Regions from separate parts of the Xenopus laevis genome. Here region 1 is linked to region 2. The links are chromatin contacts, called in public Hi-C maps. All regions are on one chromosome and are shown on one strand. Each heading gives the region's core, a stretch centred on a gene start, on an enhancer-like site or on the middle of the called end of the contact. The rest is flanking DNA. Distances are from core to core; before and after follow the strand shown. Region 1 has its middle 32 kb from the start of amigo2.L. Region 2 has its middle 22 kb from the start of LOC108710588.

Region 1 (3,020 bases), core at 353-2,852, 140 kb before region 2:
AATAACAGATACCAATACCATTCACTGGGCTGGGGGCAGCTTTGAGGGGAACTATTTTGGGTGCAGCACCTACTTGATACAGACATGTTCCTATGATTTTCATAGGAACGTGTCAGTATCACTTTAATTATTCCACAAACATTATATGTTTTTGACTCTTTTCTTCTTCCTCCTTATTCCCTCTCTTCTGCATTCTTACTAGGGTTTTTGTGCCTTATTATAAGCTAAAACTGCATAAAATATTCAATTAAAATAGTGTTTTCATATTTTACACATTAATAGTATTTTATTGCAAACATAAAAGAGATTAAAAATGGTTTACATTTGCATAACTTTAATAATTATGAGTGAATAAACTATAAAAATCTTTATTTAAAGGGGAAATAAAAACCTCCCTTTCAATTTTTTTTATTGTATGCAATAGTGTAGAACCCCTCACTCCAAATTGCATCAGTGACGTTTGCCCCTAATATCCATCTTGGTGCTTAGACAGCCATCTGTGATGTTGGGCACTGGCGCATGTTCCAAGTTACATCAATGATGGAAATGGAAAATAAAAGGCTATAGTTGGTGGTATGGTTTTTGCAGTTTTATATATGCTGCAGTGCACAGGTAAGTTATGAAACTCTTTTCTGAAAAGCACAATTATTAATAGTTGTATAAACTTGGCTTCAGCAAGCCCAGTAGCTTGCTGGTGCTTCACCATAAATGTGGAAATGGTGTCTGATAGATGTCTTGACCATTTAACCATCAATAAGGCCTGTCTTTCTGGGAACTCCAGGTAGGGTATTGACTATGCCAGTAGGTTGCCTGCTGGAACCGCTTGTCAATTTTAAGGCACAAACAGACATTTATTTGTAATTGTCATCCAGATGGTGAACGAGTGGGGTTAGGCTCTATGGTGATGTGCCTAAGGAACCTCTTTCACAGCCATGCAGTACTGAGTTCAAATCCTAAAAGGGGCTCTTTCTAAATCCTTGGTGTGTTGTGTAAGCTGACTTTCTGGCAGGCAGGTTTAGTCTTGGTGGCGCGGCCCAGGTGTCTGGTTCCTCGCCGTGGAGTCAAGAGTTCAACTCCTGGTTGGGCTCTTTTTGAATCCTTGGAGGGTTAAGTAAGATGTCTTTCTGTGCTGGGCCAGTGGTGCCCTTTTCTTCAGTTTGCATTAACCAGCTGTGCTCCTTTCTAAGTAAAGTTACAAAGGGAAATTTGGTTCTAATGGTCATCCGGAGGCTTTGCAAGCAGGCTTAGGCTCAGTGGTACAGTGGCTAAGGCGCCTTGGCCCTGCAGAGGAGTCTCGAGTTCAAATCCCCTGTTCAGCCTTTCTGGATCCTTGGAGGATTGCATAATTTAACTTTCTGTGCTTGGCCATTGCTGCCCTTTTCTTTAATCTGCATTAACCAGTCACCGCTCCTTTCTTTATTAACTCCCACTAGTTCCAGATTGTGTACCTCTACCCCTTCTGATGTCCCTGGACCGAGGTGGGTTGCCTTATGTATGTTCAGGAAAGCTGGGCCATCTGTGCAGCAGCCAGTGCTGTTAGCCGCAAATGCTTCCCCAGTGTAATAGTCTCCGCTTACCCTGGTGGTCCAGTGGTATGCCCCCTGGCATGCAGGGGCGCCCGTCGTGCCTTCGACAGGGACGCCCGCCTCATGCGTCCTGTTCCTTTGGTGGCCGGTTCCTCTATTGCACGCGCGCCGGCTCGCTTCCTGGTTTATCCGCCTTGTGATGACGTCATCGCGCATTTGGTGCAAGATTCAAAGTATAAAAGGGAAATTCAGTTTTAGCAAGTTGCCCATTGTTAGGTTCTATTTAGAAAAGTTCCTAGGTGCCTTGCCATTGTGTTTTCTATCTGATCTACTGTGTATTGACCCTAGCTTTGCCTGACTACTCTATTATCTCCAATCCTGACTTTTGCCTGCCTGATTACTCCGACTTCTCCAATCCTGACTATGCGACGACTATAATCTGACCTTTTGCCTGTACGCTGACTATTCTAAGCTCTCCTATCCTTATTCTGGCCTGTCTGACAATTCTCTGCTTGTGCTTGCCAGGTCTGCCTGTTCCTGGTGGTGTTCTTCTTTTCAGTATCCTGCTGAGACGATCGTGCCCTTTGCTCATCCAGAACTGTTAGCTTTGCTCCTCTCTCAAATAAGACCTTGCGGCATCCAATTAGCCTAGTGCTCCTCCCGAGGTGAAAGGCGGCAGTTAAAGGCAGAAGTGAGAGCCGAGACCAAGGAGCCTAGCTTGGGTTCTGGATATAGGGTGCTGAACGAGACACCCAGCACCGTGCACCATAAAACTCCGATGTCAGCCTCCAAGATGGTACCGGCATATCGGAAATAGCGAACCCATAAGTGAACTCGGAAATGGCGCTCAAGGCTTTGCACTCATGTTTAAAAGAGTCCTTTCTCCCCCTGTTGGCTGCTGATCCGGTAAGCTGTTTATGTGCCATTTGTGCTATCATGAGGGTACTACTGTGAGTATATGTTCCCTGACTATTGATGTGAAGCCCGAAGGGATCCTCCATCCACAAATGTTGACCTACTATGGCTCTTTTAGGTTGGATAATTACATCTGCTGGAGTGATACCTATCTACATAATGAGCTCTAGAAGGTCTCACTCAGGCTCGAGGGGGTGAGTGTTTTATTTGAGAGGTGAATTCACAACGGAGAGGACAAACAAATTTAAGAAAGTCTGATTTACTGCATGGGATATGTATACTTATGTATATCTGGGGCTGTGCCTTGCACTTCTGATCTTGCTTTGCTTGGATTAAGTTAAGTGTTGCTGTGTAAGATTGTCCATCTCCAGACATTTATCTTGCATTATTAGTGTTAGAAAACATGAACAGGAATACACGAGTAGGCAATATTTTGTCTAAAATGGAGTTATGGGATCACATGTGGTTGCAACCTGGGAATTTTGATGTAATTTGTATTTTAAAGATTCTAAAATGATTATATTCATAGTGAGTTAGATTTAGTATAAGAAATTGTACATTTTCAAAGACTTGTCATTA
Region 2 (2,787 bases), core at 17-2,516:
TACACTGTTCCTAAATTGACCTGCTAAATCTTGCCTGCTCCCTGTCTAGTATTCTATTATGATTTCACCAGAAGATATTTAAACTCAACAGGAAAGTGTCTGTAGGGCAGAGGAAAACCCCCCACAGAGTGATTGAAAACAAATACACCTCCCCACCAATTCATGCAATTTGTAATGGACAGAAAGTTAAAACATAACTTTTAATTCTTCTGTTAAAAACAACAACATTGATGCTTGCTTCCTTATATATGAAACCATTGTAGCGTTGTTCGATCTTATTTTTATAGACAGACCCATCAGGACTGGCTTGAGGGCAAATAATGCTTCTTTGACAGCTTTCAACTCCAGGGCATTTGAGGGAAGATGAGACAGATTCCTGTTCCAAATACAGTACCTTGGGCTTCCACACCTAGTGTATGGGCCCCCCAGCCTGTGCAGGATGCATTTGTAAATACTTATGTCCACTGTGGCTCTTCCAGGGGAAAACTCCTGCGTAGGTACACTGGATCTTGCCACCAGATTATATGGGACTTGAAGGCTGGAGATAAAAGAATTTTCTGAGACCAGTCCTTGCGATGCCGATCCCAATGTGAGAGGAACCATCTCTGAATTGGTCTTATCCTCCATCTCTCCCATTTCACTAGACTGATAGTGGAAGTCAACAAAAATATTTTATATTGAAAATATTGTATTTTCAATTTAAAATGTTAACTAAGCAATTCTAACAAGTAAATAACAAGAATACATTCTCAGATACAAGCAGAATATATATCAGATTATTAACTGAGCACACAAAACAGACACGAGAATAGTTCATTGTGGCACAACCTCTTGAACACAGAGTACCTGTAGATATACTGTACTGGGATGTCTGTAATACTACTAATTACAAACTTGTTCTTCATATAAAAGTTTGACTGTACATTGTTAATTAAATGCTAATAAAGACAATACATCTTGTAGCTCTACTCACCACAACCCGACCAGGGACTTTAAGAAAATTACTTTTCCTAAGGACTGTGTAGTTATTTCTTAGCCTGTCACTCCTGTTCATGCATTAACAGGCACTGTATCACCCTCTGTGCAACATGGAGCAAATATTTCTGCACCAAAATCCACTCCATGCATCTGCACTCAGGCCAACGCAGCGCCTCTGAATGCAGACAGAGGAGTGAGCTCAGGGTCGGACTGGGCCAGAGGGGCACTGGAAAAAAATCTGGTGGGCCCCGGCCCTCATGGGTCCCTACCGGCCCAGGCCTGCTCCTCCAATCAGCGGCCCCTTTAGTATAGGAGATTATTGGAGCATGATAAGATGCACCGGAACAGTGTACGATGTGTGGGGTGGGGCAGATTTAGGAAGGGAGCTATCGGTGGCTGCCAGGAGAGCCTTGGTGTCACATCCCCAGTGGGCCCCCCGTGCTCCAATCCGATGCTGAGTGAGCAGAAAGGTGCTTGGCTGTTTCCCAGCCTGCATTTATACACAGGCTGAGAAATAGCTACATGTGGTCATAGCCTAATCCCACTAAGGAGGATACTAAATGATGTATAGTGTGTAATGTTGCAAAATATGTTCATATAAATAAAAGGCAAAGAGTAATTATTGATGTATAATGTCCACTGTTTTCTACCTGGAGTTGTTATTTAAGGTCAAAAATCCTAAAACGCTCTGGCTTGGTACAGATTTTTCTATCGCTATTTACCTATGTTTATTATTTTCTCACTCATCATACCTCTCTTGGTCTTCTTACTTCAGTCTTGTTTGAAGAGATGCATTTCCTGATCTTATATCTGACATATGCTATTGTTTGCTTTCCCTAGTCTTGCCTCTCTTCATATTGCTTTTAAGATTACTGCCTCCATGGCAATGGCTGGTTGCCAATGATATTTTATTAAATTATCCAGCACCATCCAAAACATGTGGAATTAAATATTTTGGACTGATAAATAGAAATATTAGAAAAGAAGTACAAATAAAAAAGTAGTTGCCTTTCAAAGAGTACAAAATGAAAGTAACGAGTTACCTGAAACCTGCAACTGAAAGTATAAAGAAATACTGCAGATACGGTGCTGCCACCTTCTGTTACACATGAAAATATATTTTTTAGTGTTTCAATGGCAATTCAAAATAATTTCATTTTAAAGCTAGGAATAATTATGTCACACAAAATAAATATTTACTGTGGGACTTAGTTTGTATAGCTACAAGACTCATATGCTACTTATCCCAACTGTACATTGAATGCAGCAATATAAATATTAAGACAAAAACTATTTCATTACAGTAATTCATGCAGAAGTGCTAGTGAGCCTGCAACTATCGACACAGGAGCCTATTTTTTAAGTGGAAGTTAACTTTTAGTATGTTATAATATGGCCAATTCTAAGTACCTTTTGTATTGGTCATAATTTTTTTTTTTTTTTTTAGTTTAATTATTCATCTTCTTCTGATTCTTTCCAGCTTAAGTGGGGGTCACTGACCCCATCTAAAAAAACAAATGCTCTGTAAATCTACAGACATAATGTTACTGTTACTTTTTAATATTCGTTTCTAATATGGCTCTCTCCTATTCATATTCGGTCCCCTATTTAAATCAATGCAAGTCACAGTCACAAATAATAAAAAATGAAAACCAATTGCAGATTATATCAGAATATCACTCCTTACATTGTAATCAAAAATTAATTTAAGGGTAAACAACCCCCTTTACCATGACTGGTTATACTGTATAAACCCTCAGTATCTGTTTCTTTTGCTTTATTTATTCACATATTTATTTATATGTTGCA

Evidence for each region. A called contact is a pair of places that touch in the nucleus more often than the background predicts.
Region 1: a contact with region 2 is called in a Hi-C map of the XTC cell line, with 4 times the contacts expected there. The contact joins two enhancer-like sites. A contact is called at or near these places in 2 of 4 Hi-C or Micro-C datasets (the XL177 cell line and the XTC cell line).

Annotation. Positions count from the first base shown.
Region 1 is chr3L:70,240,728-70,243,747 of Xenopus_laevis_v10.1, reverse strand. No RefSeq gene overlaps it. Among protein-coding and RNA genes, the nearest start is that of amigo2.L, 32 kb to the right of the region's middle. Within about 2 kb of position 1,602, at least 1 of the 7 cell types and tissues checked has an H3K27ac peak or open chromatin away from gene starts, as enhancers often do.
Region 2 is chr3L:70,100,335-70,103,121 of Xenopus_laevis_v10.1, reverse strand. No RefSeq gene overlaps it. Among protein-coding and RNA genes, the nearest start is that of LOC108710588, 22 kb to the right of the region's middle. Within about 2 kb of position 1,266, at least 1 of the 7 cell types and tissues checked has an H3K27ac peak or open chromatin away from gene starts, as enhancers often do.